Linked DNA regions of Capra hircus: region 1 is linked to region 2. A link is a contact called in public Hi-C data. All regions are on one chromosome and are shown on one strand. The core of a region is the stretch at or near the end of the contact, and the rest is flanking DNA. Distances in the headings are between cores, read along the strand shown. Region 1 holds the start of CCDC88C (protein Daple). Region 2 overlaps CCDC88C (protein Daple).

Region 1 (6,331 bases), core at 1,878-4,377, 95 kb before region 2:
TACTTAATGCTATTGAACTGTACACTTAAAAATGTTAAGATGGTAAATTTTATGTGATGTGTATTTTAACACAAACATTTAATTATGAAATTAATACATGCTCCTTATAACAAGTTAATTACAAAGACATTAACAAATAGCCACTCCCCCCTCCTTAAAGTTGTATGAATTATTTAAAACTCCTATCAAATTACAGAGATGCCATTAGATTACACAGCTGAGCCAGCATTTTCTGAGAAACGGAGAAATTTCTTTATCAGAATGAACAACATAATTAAAGTACTGCTTCTGTCTAGGAAGCAATGCACAAAGCAATTACTTTTCATGCAGAAATCAACAAGAAAAAAATTGTAAATAAATAGTTAAGTCTCTGGAAAAGGCAATGGCAAACCACTCCAGTACTCTTGCCTGGAAAATCCCATGGACGGAGGAGCCTGGTGGGCTGCAGTCCCTGGGGTCGCTAAGAATCAGACACGACTGAGCAACTTCACTTTCATGCATTGGAGATGGAAATGGCAACCCACTCCAGCGTTGTTGCCTGGAGAATGCCAGGGACGGGGGATCCTGGTGGGCTGCCATCTGTGGGGTCGCACAGAGTCGGATGCGACTGAAGCAACTTAACAGCAGCAGCAGTTAAGTTTCAGATAAGAGTGAAACCCAAGGGTTGGTCTGGATGGACAGGGGACGGAGGGTTACTGCTTAGTGGTTAATAGACGGTTTGTGTATTTGCTTCCTGAAGTTTATGGCCAACTCGATGGAGACATAGGGGAAACAATTCTTATTAAAATAATGGCAGATGGGGGTGGCGGGGGGGAGTGGCAACAGATGAGGAGGAGACAGTGAGGAAGATTCCTTTATAGACCTTTTTACACCCCATCACCTGAACTTCAAAATTACCCTGTAAAGTCACCCAGGAAACTCCTTACTCTGATCTTACGGAGTGAGAGGGTTTCTAGAAGTGACTTGTCCAGCTCATCCAACCCTGTGAAGCCTTCCACTCCTGCAACCTGGGCACCATCCAGTTTACCTGACACCCTGCACCCCCAGGAAACAAGGATGCTCAGTCAGCTCGCTCCCAACGGAATAAAATGGGGTTGAGCCAATGAACTGCGGATACATCAATGACAATGAACCAACACAGCAGCTAACTGACCCCCAAACAGAAATTCCTGACATATTTGTGGCCCAGGAGGTGTCAGTGTCCTCAGCGACAACTGTCAGAAAAGCATTTGTCCAATGTATTTCCTAGTGTGAAAGATTATGCTTATCTAATAATTTTAAAGATCGCCTCCTTGTCTTTCCAGAATAGCTGGGATCAATATGAAAAAAAAAAAAAAATCCCAGCCGCACAGAACAGGGGCCTTTTAAACAGAGGTAGGCATAAATACATATTTTATATATTTTCCAACTGATTTCATGATATAGGCAATTAGGAATTATTGAATTTCTGGTGCACAAAGAAACCACATAAGCTCGAAATTTTAGTTCTTCTCAGTCTCCCATTTTCCCTTCCATCATCCTGAATTCGGCACTTCTTTTTAGGGATGCCTTGCATTGGAGAAGGAAATGGCAACCCACTCTAGTGTTCTTGCCTGGAGCCATCCCAGCGATGGGGAAGCCTGGTGGGCTGCCGTCTATGGGGTCGCTCAGAGTCGGACACGACTGAAGTGACTTAGCAGCAGCACCAGCAGTCGACTTGGCTGACTTCCCGGGTGGCTCAGTGGTAAAATATCTGCCTGCCAAAGCAGGAGACCCAGAAAGACCCAGAAAGATTTCCTCCTGGAGGAGGAAACATGCAACCAACTCCAGTATTCTTGGGAATTTCCATGGACAGAGGAGCCTGGCAGGGCCACAATCTCACCCCCTCACCCGCTCAAGTACCACGGAACTCGGCTGCAATTCCACATTTCACCGGCAGATGCCGCAGCCCCAACGCTTGACAGAGTCAACTTTCACATGCAAACCAGCAGCCATTTAGCGCCTACTGTATACTTGCCACCAATTATGCTAGGCGCTTTCAGGCCAATACAGCATCGGTGGGCTCACCTGGGAAACTCTTGAGGATTCGACTAGTTTAACTGTGTAAAATGTTTTGAACAATGACTGAATCGTAGTGTGAAATTATTACCGGCCCAAGGTGAGGTAGAGACCGCCCGATCCACCGCAGCTGTCTCAGCAGGGAGGTTGTGGGTCTGGGCCCAGGGCTGGCTTTCCATCCAGTTGGGGCACTTGTCCTCTTTCCTGTCGCCTACCACCAAGCTGCCGCTACGTCCTCCAAGTAGGAATCCGGAATCTGGCTTCACTCTTGGCAAAGCGGCGGTGGTGTTGGGGTTGGAGGGAGGGGGTGTTCCAGTTGGGCCGGGTCCAGGTCGGGGCGGCCACAACACCTGTTTTTCTGCGGGAACTTCTAAAAGGCTAGCAGCCTGGGAGGTGGTAAGGTGGGGCGCAAGAGGTCGCGCTCCTACGGCTTAAACTCAGCACCAACTTTCCTCCTCTGACTTCCGGGCCTGCGCCCCACCTGCCCACGAGGCCGATCCCAGCACCTGAGGCTGGCGGGCTTGGGCCTGTCGTCACGGAGCCGAGCGGGGCCTCGGCGGCACCTGGGAGGCTCCGCGCGGTCGATGGGCTGCACCTGCTTGGGGGCCGCCAGCCTGGCGGTGGTGGGCTCCGCTGGGCCTCCAGCGTGCGGTGTGCCCGAATCGACCTGGGTGGGCAGCGCGCTCCGCTCTCCTTCGGTCTCCCACACGCGCACCCGGGGAGGCAGAGGCCGGGACCCAAGCTCTCTTGCTCTCGGGCCCGCAACGGGCTCCCGGGCTGGTGGCCGACGCACGCGCGCAGCGAGGAGCCACGTGTTGGGGCCCCAAGCCCGCCGAGGCAGCGCTCTCTGCATCTGCGCGCGGCTGCAGCCCCACGTGCGGGCGGCCGGGACGCCCCCTCCCCCTGCATACGTGCGGACCGCTGCCCCCTCCCGGCGCCCCCGCGCCGCCGCGCCCGCGCCGGGACTCCCGGCTCCAGCACCGCGAGGCGGCGCGCCGATCCCCCAGGGCCGCCAAGGGGCGGGGCCGCCGCCCGCATTGTTCCTCCCCGAGCGGCGGGCCCTCCCCTTCCCCCAGCCCCGGGCGGGGCGCGGGGCCGCCGAAGCCGCGGAACGTGGGCTCGCGCCCCGCCTTTGTCTCCCGGGCGCGAGCCGCCGCAGCCCCGCGCCCGCCGGTCGCTGCCAGAGCCGCTTTGTGCCTCGGCGCGGGGGACGGGGACGCGGGGCGCGGAGCCGGCGGGCGCAGCCTCAGCATGGACGTGACGGTCTCGGAGCTCATGGAGCTCTTCCTGCAGAGCCCGCTGGTGACCTGGGTGAGTGTGCCTGGCTCCCCGCCCCATTGTTGGGGCACCGGCTCCTCTCCCGCCCGCTGGCGATCGCAGTTAAACCCGACCCAGCCGGGGCCCCGGGTAGCCCCTAGACCCAGAGGACTCATCAAGTGCCCTCCGTCCCCCACCCCCCACCCCCAGCCAGGGTCGGGGTCGGTGTCCCGGGGTCTGGGGTTATTTCCAACTCTGGAGACGGCGCGCCGGGTGCAGGACCCCGCCTCGCTCTCGGCCGGGCGGGGGTGCTGAGTGGGTACACCTGTTCCCGCCAGGGCGTTGGGCCGGCGGCCCTGGAGCGACAGGGTCCTAGTGGTCACCCTGGGCGCATGGCTTGACCGCTTGGAAAAAGGACCCACTCCCTTAAGATATCCTCGTGTAGTTTCTGAACCCCTGAGGCCAGCGGGTGGAGAGCAGTGGAGATTAGGGGGTTTCGAGTAAGAACGTTTACGGCTAGGGTGGGCGCTGTGATTTCCAATAGATCTGAGACGTGAGAAATTTATTGAGAAGTACCCTTTATTTTATTTTCTTTCCACTCTGAGACGCCGCAAAAAAGTGGCGAGGAAGTTTTCTTTCTGCTGTCTCTCTTCTGTTGCCTGGCACGGGGAGGGGGATCGAGGCCCGGGAGAAGCGTGCTGTGGAAGGGTGGGTGGCCGTGGGTGACTCCCTTCTGCCCCCAGGGGCTCTGCCCGCCTGGAGAGCTTTAGACTGAGCGCGTGGGGGTGACTTTTACTGCCTTACTCTCCGCGTTCCCCTCCCCGCAGGTGAAAACTTTTGGCCCATTCGGAAGCGGCAACCAGGACAACCTGACCATGTACATGGATTTAGCGGATGGCATCTTTCTGAACCAAATCATGTTGCAAATGTGAGTTACCTTCCGGGAGGAAGGAAGGAATGATGCCTCGGAAAGTCGAATATCCGGTTGTAGAAATGGAATGTGAAGTTGCAGTGTTCTCTGCATGTGGGCCCACTGGTATTTCGGTATTAATGGTGTCTTCCTGGTTTGTTGGGTGTGAAGAACTCCAGGACAGTGGTTTGGTCAGATGTTTGGTGAAAGGAATTTGAAATTGAGTGACTGTCATCCACATGTTGCAATTGACTTGGAACTTAGGGACTTAAGTGTTGTTTGACAATGACAAGGAAAAAAAAAAGAAAAACCTTTCTTTTGGGGGGCAAGGAGCTGTAACGGAGAGTGTCTGGTTACAGGAAGTGTCGGGTGGGACCAGAGCATCCATGAGTGACTATAAAGTTTCATTCGAGGTCAGGACGCCTGTGTTTCTGCCTCCCTTTCATCTTGTGTTTCCAGTTGCCCCAGAGCAAGTGCAATTGGTTAAGGTTCCTTCTTATAAACTGGATTGAAAAGTCACTGTGTTTGGGAGGGGCCTGGAGAGCCAGGATGCTTTGGTGCTGTTTGTCTTGAGGCGTGGGTTTAAACGGAGTTTTGGTGGAGGTTACACCTGCTAGCACGTTTGACCGCATCCTTTCCTGTTGCTGCATTCTGCCGCGCCTGTCTGATTGACAGCCTGCCGCAAGTAGGTGTTGGCTCCTGCCACTGCGTTCTGTTTTTAACTCAGAAAGTGCAGGGAACATATTGGAACTGAGTGTCTGTATGATTCACAGGCACTTGGAGCAAATGTTCTCTGTGGATCAGGCCCCTGTGCTCACCTACTCACCTGCAACTAAGCAAGTTGTCATCTTGAGCCAGAAACTTATTAGCTGATGAGAATCAGCTGCATTTGTGGCCCCTGTGGGAGGAGGAGCAGTCAGCTTTGGTATATTCCGAAAGAGGTTTAAATAGATCTACCTACAGAGATCTATTTTAAACAATTTCCTGAGGTCATTGCTCCTGTGGAATAAGTTACTTGATGTCATGCTGTGGCAGAGACATCTCAGTCTTAATGTTTTTTAAGACGCTACCAATGTTACCTGTTTTGAGTTTGATTAGATTCTAAAATGACTACTCTCTTGTCAGCTTGGCAGTACTTCTTGGTTCACAAGAAGGAGTTTTCCTGGGGTTGTCTCATGGCATATTCAAGTTCTGGCATGTATTTCCCCTCCTCATCCTGTTAGACCCCCCAAAATTGCTGGATTCCAATTGGTGCAACAACCAGTGAAATTTCAACCTGTCCTGTTTAATTAAAAAAACCAGCAGTATCCCTGGCTTTTTCATCAGGGTTTTACACCCAGGCGAGGTGGAGAACAAAAGCCCTGGGACTGTTTCTCTTTCTTCCCTGACCTTTGGAATTCCTGAAGCGTTTACCACTTGCTTGTAAATCAGGAAAGCCTGTTGGACCATTCCTTTGAGAAATGCCAGCTCATCACTTGTTCACACTTGGCCCCGAAGCTAAATGCAGTTTGAAGGGCTTCTCCCTTCCCCTTGACAATTTTCAGTGTTCCTTTCTCCCCTGTGATGCCACAGTAATGGTCCTGCAAGTGAGAACTGGTATGTTTGCAGCCTCTCGGGCCTCAAGCAATGGTTCTGGGTCCTCTGGCCAGAGTTAGGCACCAAGAAAGAGAGCAGTGGGGAAGCTGGGTGGCTTTCTAGAAGGACATAAGGAGGGAGAGGTGCCACTTGCATGCGGTTTACTGAGTGGGTGATCGAAATAACCCTGCTCCAGGCGACAAATCAGCATTGTCTGCTCTTGGAAGTAGGTAGGGGTTGATCGGAAAGGGGGCACAAGGGGACTTCTTTTCTTTAATATTTATTTATTTATTTGGCTGGCTTGTCCAGGTCTTGGTTGTGGCATGTGAGATCTAGTTCCCTGACCCCGGGGTCGAACCCGAGCCCCCTGCATTGGGAGCATGGAGTCTTAGCCACTGGACCACCAGGGAGGTCCACAGGGGAACTTCTAAGGGTGGTAGAAATGGTCCATGTATTGACTGGGGTATATTTCAGTTTTCAAAACTCATCAAGCTGTAACTTAAGATACATGCGTTTCACCCTGGGTAAAAAGGACCTCAATTTAAAAAGAAA
Region 2 (7,098 bases), core at 872-3,371:
CCCACCCCTCTGGGTAATCATAGAGCACCAAGCCGAGCTCCCTGCTATATAGCAACTTCCCACTAGCTCCCTGTTTTACACTGGGTAGTGTGTATATTGGGCTTCCCTGGTGGTTCAGCAGCAAAGAATCCACCTGCCAAGCAGAAGATCTGGGTTCGATCCTGCACTGGTTCGATCCCTGGGTTGGGAAGATCCCCTGGAGACAGAAACAGCAACCCACTCCAGTGTTCTTGCCTGGAGAATCCCTTGGCCAGAGGAGTGTGGCGGGCTACAGTCCATGAGGTCGAAAAAGAATCGGATACAACTTAGTGACTAAGCAACAGCAACAGTGTGTGCACATGTCAGATAATTCATGGATATTTTCTTTCAGTTGAGAAAGTCCATGTGGCCTGACCTGATGAAAAAGGTGGCGATGCTCAAAAGTGGGGACAGAACTCTCTCAAGGCAGCAACCTTTTCCCTGGATTGTTTGTTTTGGTCCAGAGACCTGGACGAGCTGTCATCACGAAGCAGGTGCCTTTATCTGATGATTCTCATGTATGTTTTTGCTGCTCAGGAGCTGAGAGAAGATAATATCATTTTAATTGAAACCAAGGCCATGCTGGAGGAACAGCTGACGGCTGCTCGGGCCCGGGGCGATAAAGTTCATGAGCTGGAGAAAGAGAACCTGCAGCTGAAATCGAAGCTTCACGACCTGGAATTGGTATTGCAGGCTGCTGCCACACAGACCTATCTAAACAGATTGGGGTGGTTTCAGGTTGTGCCATGTCCTTCTCTGATTTTTTCCGTCACGGTTTTGGCGCCACTGCCGACACGGTGACATGCTGACTGCGGAGAGTAGCTCGCTCAGCTCGGCGGCCGGGGTGGGCCCCACTGGGCGCCCACAGATGGACAGAATGGGACTACCATGCTGGACTGCTCATGTATGGATGAGCTCATGGGTGTGTCTTTTGCAAGAGCCTCTGCTGGCTTTTATGGTGAGGTCTGAGCTGAGATCCCTGAGTTCCTTTCCAGGCTTCTCGGGGCATATTAGGTGCCCTAGAGCCACGAAGCCACCTGTCACCAGGGTTCTTGCTCTAAAGCCCTGGGTTATAAGTCACTTTGTTCAGACAGCATTCAGTTAGAGACCTGGGCGCTCCCATCACCCTCCGTTGCCAGCCAGTGTATCTTTCAGTGGCCGTAACTCCCAGCTGGGCCCTGGGCTAGACTCATTTCTCTTCGGGGAAGCGAGCAGGTGCCTAGAAGGCCTTCCATCCTTCAGGAATGGGGGTGGGGGTGGATACACGGGGGCCAGGGCCTGTCCAGAGGGGTCCCCCAGCCACATTCTCACTCCGTCTTTCTTCCCGTACTAGGACCGGGACACGGATAAGAAGCGAATAGAGGAGCTGCTGGAGGAGAACATGGTCCTGGAGATTGCTCAGAAGCAGAGCATGAATGAGTCGGCCCACCTCGGCTGGGAGCTGGAGCAGCTGTCCAAGAACGCAGACCTGTCAGACGGTAGGGGGCGCCCGGTGCCCAGGAGCCGCCCAGCCCGCGGCCGCTTCCTCATCCAGGGAGCCGAGCCCTGGGCTCTAAATCTTCCGTGTCAGGCCATCCATTCACCCCGAGTAAATAGGATTTCCTTCAAGTGCCATTTGGAACTGTTTCATTACCCTTCTCCCCAAGGAGAGCAGGAGGGGTCTGGCAGCCTTGATGTCAGGACATGAAACACAAATTAAGTGTTGCCAGCTTTCCCAGTTCCCATATGGACAGTCCCAGGAGCTTGCAGGTTAGCTCGCGCTGACACCCAGAGGGCATCAGAGCCCTGTCTGTGGACGGTTGAAAGCCCTGCATGGCAGGAGACATCCCCAGCGGTCACTCATCCCCGCTATGAGTGTAGCCTGGGCATTATTTTCTTGTTCATTTGCATAATTGGGCAAGACGGATGCAGTCTGTTCTCTGTCTCCCCAGGCGGGGGCTGCTAAGTGGCCGCTTCTCCCAGGACCCAGGCCTCTTCTGGCTTGCACCGCTGCCCCTGCTGGAGACAGACGGGGCGCCTCGGCCAGGGAAGGGTGGGTGGGGCAGCGGTCCGCGCTGCAGCAGGAAGCTTCAGTGCGCAGCAAACAATAAGCCAGTTCCTGTGTTCAGAAATAGCACACGTGCCTGTGATGGAGCCAGTTATTGTTTACTTAGAGCTGCGCAGAACGAGGCAGGGCTTTCGGCTGGGCTGGGAGTCACTTTTTTCAATTCCCACAAGCATCCCCCAAACAATAGAAAATTTGTTGAACAAAGCTGGAAAACATCTTCTCTTCGAGGGGTGTCCCATCAGTACCAAACCAAACATCAGTTTGTTAAACTACCAGCCGGTGAGGGGAGTTAGTTTTATCTGTGCTTTGGGGCCTGTACCCTGTGCTGGGGTCTGAGGACGGGATCTCTTTGATTCCTGGCCCTGCGGGGAAGAGTAGGTCCATTGGGGAGGACCACTGCCCCCTGGTGGAGCAGAGAGGTGGTGCAGGCTGCCGGGGACAGTTCCAGACCTAATGAGAGAGTATTTCTGTAAGAGACCAGGGTGGCCTATGGGGGTTGGAAATCCTTGCTCTTTCAGACTACTCAGTATAGTGTATGAGCCCTTTCAGATCAGTGAGCGTGATTTATTCTCAATGTCCCCAACTCCTAGTGCTTCAGTTCAGTTCAGTTCAGTTCAGTCACTCAGTCGTGTCCGACTCTGCGACCCCATGAATCGCAGTGTGCCAGGCCTCCCTGTCCATCACCATCTCCCGGAGTTCACTCAGACTCACGTCCATCGAGTCAGTGATGCCATCCAGCCATCTCATCCTCTGTTGTCTCCTTCTCCTCCTGCCCCCAATTCCTCCCAGCATCAGTCTTTTCCAATGAGTTAACTCTTTGCATGAGGTCCCAAAGTACTGGAGTTTCAGCTTTAGCATCATTCCTTCCAAAGAAATCCCAGGGCTGATCGCCTTTAGAATGGACTGGTTGGATCTCCTTGCAGTCCAAGGGACTCTCAAGAGTCTTCTCCAACACCACAGTTCAAAAGCATCAATTCTTCGGCGCTCAGCCTTCTTCACAGTCCAACTCTCACATCCATACATGACTACTGGAAAAACCATAGCCTTGACTAGATGGACCTTAGTCGGCAAAACAATGTCTCTGCTTTTGAATATGCTGTCTAGGTTGGTCATAACTTTTCTTCCAAGGAGTAAGCGTCTTTTAATTTCATGGCTGTAATCACCATCTGCAGTGATTTTGGAGACCAAAAAAATAAAGTCTGACACTGTTTCCACTGTCTCCCCATCTATTTGCCATGAAGTGATGGGACCAGATGCCATGATCTTAGTTTCTGAATGTTGAGCTTTAAGCCAACTTTTTCACTCTCCTCTTTCACTTTCATCAAGAGGCTTTTTAGTTCCTCTTCACTTTCTGCCATAAGGGTGGTGTCATCTGCATATCTGAGGTGATTGATATTTCTCCCGGCAATCTTGATTCCAGCTTGTGTTTCTTCCAGTCCTTAGCTAGGAGCTATTGAACATTAGGTTGAATGAAGACATAATGCAAGTAGAGCCTGAATGCACTTTTTCATGTGTGGTTTGGTGGCTTTTTGAGTCAAGAAAGACCTGACTTAAAGTCCTGGCTCCTCCGCTTGTTAGCTAGGTGACCTCTTTTAGAACTCACTTTCCTTATCTGCAAAGTGGGGATAACGAAGCTGCCTCACAGGAGGCGGTGGTGAAGCTCGATGCCATGCCTGGCCCACGGGCACAGTAAAGGATGCTGTTCTTACAGCCACTGTCTTACTAAAATAGATGCCATTACTCTGCTTGGGTGCTAATGAGCATAGCACTCAGTAATGAACTGTTGTGTCATCATCACCGTCTGTGAAGCACTGGCTTTTATGGAAGAGGAGAGGAGGCTTGTGGTCAGCTGTGTTGTTGAACTCGTAGACCCTTAGGAATTATTCCCCATGGGTACAGAGTTTCAGTCTGGGATGATGAAAAGGTGTGGAGGGGGATAGTAAAGATGGTTGCACATCACTGGGAATGCATCTAATGCTACAGAGCTGTGCACTTTAAAATGGTGAATTTTATGTTATAATGTTTTACCCCAATAGAAAAATGTTCATTTTCCACAAATGCCATAGTACCATCCAAATGATCACAGGCTCTGAATTAGTGGAGTTTCAGTTGAGGTTTGTTTTATTTGTAGCATAGTTTCGTGTGTGGCGAGCGCATGTGCTTCTGTGTGTCAGCGCTGGACCTGGGCTGCGGACCTTTGTCCACCTCCCCTGCTGTGCTGCCTGTTGTTGCTTGGGGTCTTGAGGACGTTCAGGCTGGCGGGTTCTGAACTGCTGTTCTTGGTGGGAGATGAGAACTCAGAGAGGGTGGCAGATGCCTTTTAGACCTTAGGATATCCGCCCAAAGGATCTGAACACACACGTCTGTGTCCGGTTCGATGTGGGGGACGCCATCGCCCTGCCTGTATCCTTGCCCCTGGGGGTGATGAGTAAGAGGCAGGTAAGGGTGCAGCCCTGTTTTCAGATCAGGCTCCCAGAGCTCAGTATGTGACACTGTTGAGACAAGTGAGGACAGTACAAACCCAGCCCTTTCTTTCGAGGGCTTTCATTCACACTCCTTTCTCCTCCTGGAAAAGTCCCCTGACTTACCTAAAATCCCGTGGCTTACCTAAAGTCATGCACCCGCTGGTGGCAGGAAGAAGCTAAGAACTCCCGTTCCTGACTCTCAGGTTTGTGCCCACTGCCCCCCTTCTCCATATGCTGAGCTATTTGAAAGGAACCCGCTCAGGGGTCCCCCGCCCCCAGGTCGCAGACTGGTACTGGTCCACGTCCCCTCCCCTACCCTGGTCTGTGGACAAATCGTCTTCCATGAAACCAGTCCCCGGTGCCAAAAAGGTTGGGGACAGCTGGAATAAATAATCTTCCTCTTTCTGGCTTTAGCTTGTATTTTCATCACATTTAGGTTTTGTGGTTTTTTTTAGAAAACAACCAAATATTTGGAAATCAATTAATATACCCTTAAGAAACCCCTTGATCAAAGAAAAAAACGAAATAGAGATTAGGAAGCAACTGAATCATACGTAGAAAATTGGTACTATGGGTGTATCAGTTTGTGGAAGGAAACTTACACTAGAAAAGTAGAAAGTAAAATTAATAATATTTGCATTAATTTTATTTTTTATAAAGGGTGAGATTTTTAAAATTTTTATTGGCATGTAGTTGCTTTCCAATGTTGTGATAGTTTCTGCTGTACAATACAATAAACCAGCTATACGTATACATATATCCCCCTTTTTTAGATTTCCTTCTTACACTTAGAATTTTTAAAGCAGTTTACATACACTCTCTCATTTCTTCCCCCAATGTAATCATGAAATTACAAAATGAAGTCTCCATTCAGGGGACCTTATCCAGGGATGGCAAATACTGGGCATATGTACCCACGGAGCCTTCTGCCACCTGTGGCAGACATAACTCGTCGATTATCGTGCCCCTCCTGCTGAGCCACCCAGACTCCCGTTGCTCTCCGAGCTGGCACAGAAAATGTTGTCTGTTCTCCATCTCTCTTAGTCTCTAAGCTCCTTGAGTTGTATGGTCACGTGAGCCGCTTGGTAAAAAATGGTTCCCGGCAGTTGACGCGATCTTTAACTTTTGCACTGGCGTCTTCACTGCAACCTGCTTTCCTCTGAAGCTCTGGGCCCAGCTGAGCTAATAGAGGACTGTCACTGTCTGAGGGACTTTCAGGCACTGACTGTGACAGTACCGTGGAGGAGACCCCCCAGCCGGCCCCTGGGACCCCCTCCCAGCCCCTCAAACCACGGCATGGGGCACCAGATGCCCCTGGCTTGCAGCTGGAGCCCGGGGCTGACTCGGCTCTGTGCTTCAGCCTCCAGGAAGTCGTTTGTGTTCGAGCTGAATGAGTGCGCCTCCAGCCGCATCCTGAAGCTGGAGAAGGAGAACCAGAGCCTCCAGAGCACCATCCAGGGCCTGCGCGATGCGTCCCTGGCGCTGGAGGAGAGCAGCCTCAAGTGCGGGGAGCTTCAGAAGGAGAACCAGCAGCTCAGCAAGAAGGTAACCCGGGTGGGGGGAGTGTCGGGCAGGTGGATGCCCCTCCCCTGGCCTGGTCTGCCGTCTGGAGGCTGGTAGGGGGGCAGGTATAAGTGAGGATGCGCAGCTGGGAGGAGAGCAGGAGCCAGTGCAGCCGCAGTTAACTATAACAGAGGAGCGAGCAGTCGTAGAGAGCAGTCGGCAGACAGCAGGCTTGTGGCTGCCCAACCTTGAAGGTGTGACCTCTGCCTCCTTGTCTTCATCTCTGAAACGGGGTTCGTGGGCTTCCCGTCTAACAGATGTTGCGAGGACTCGATGGGTTTGTGTATGTGAGGGGTCTGGTATGTAGTAAGTGTTCAGTGAGAAGAAACCAGTGGACTATTATGGGGCACAGGGGAGAGGAAGCAGTGATGTAGGCCGTGCACACGTACATGTACGGGGCGTAGGGACTGTTGGTGGACATTTTTGGGTGCTGCTGATGGTGAGCAGGACCAGTGCCCACCCCTCCCTCTGGGTTTATGGGATGGAGAAGAAGAGGGGGCCAAACTGCATTTGCCTTTCGGGACAGCTGCTGGGTCTTCCCAGGAGCACAGCAGAACCCAGACATGTGGGAGGGCAGACAGGGGCTTACAGACCGGTCTTTGTTCTGTGGTTACAGGGACCCCCATTTGCACTGGGGATTCAGTCTCAGGCACAGGAAGGGTCATTGAGAGGCTAGGGATGGCTTCCGTGGCTTTGGCCACTCCAGGTCAGTGGGCATCAGTACATCACACTGCCTTGGCGCAATCATATTGAGTACAGTAGCTGTCAGCGTCCAGCTGAGGGTGAGAGCGTGAGCACACTTGCTTGCCAGCCACCATGCAGGCCTGGTGCTTTGAGCCGTCCCACCTGCCCGTGAGTCCTGCCAGCATCATTTACTGAGGCCGCATAGGCAATGGGAGGGCCACCAGCCACAGGCAGAGACCTGGGCACCACTGGGCCTGACTCTGCTGGTCCCTTATCTCTGGGCTAGGCTTGGGACAGCCCCTCCTCCTGTGACTGGGTGCC

Evidence for each region. Hi-C and Micro-C count contacts between places; a contact is called where the count stands out from the background.
Region 1: a contact with region 2 is called in a Hi-C map of blood, with 9 times the contacts expected there. The contact joins the promoter of CCDC88C here to the enhancer-like site in region 2. A contact is called at or near these places in 3 of 5 Hi-C or Micro-C datasets (all in blood).

Annotation. Positions count from the first base shown.
Region 1 is chr21:55,672,888-55,679,218 of ARS1.2, reverse strand. It overlaps CCDC88C (protein Daple), which reads left to right and starts at 3,127. Exons shown (of 29, transcript XM_018066131.1): 1 at 3,127-3,348; 2 at 4,122-4,222. The coding sequence starts at 3,289.
Region 2 is chr21:55,575,859-55,582,956 of ARS1.2, reverse strand. It overlaps CCDC88C (protein Daple), which reads left to right. Exons shown (of 29, transcript XM_018066131.1): 11 at 556-702; 12 at 1,352-1,496; 13 at 5,891-6,075. Among named protein-coding and RNA genes, the nearest start is that of GPR68, 52 kb to the right of the region's middle. Within about 2 kb of position 2,121, at least 3 of the 5 cell types and tissues checked have an H3K27ac peak or open chromatin away from gene starts, as enhancers often do.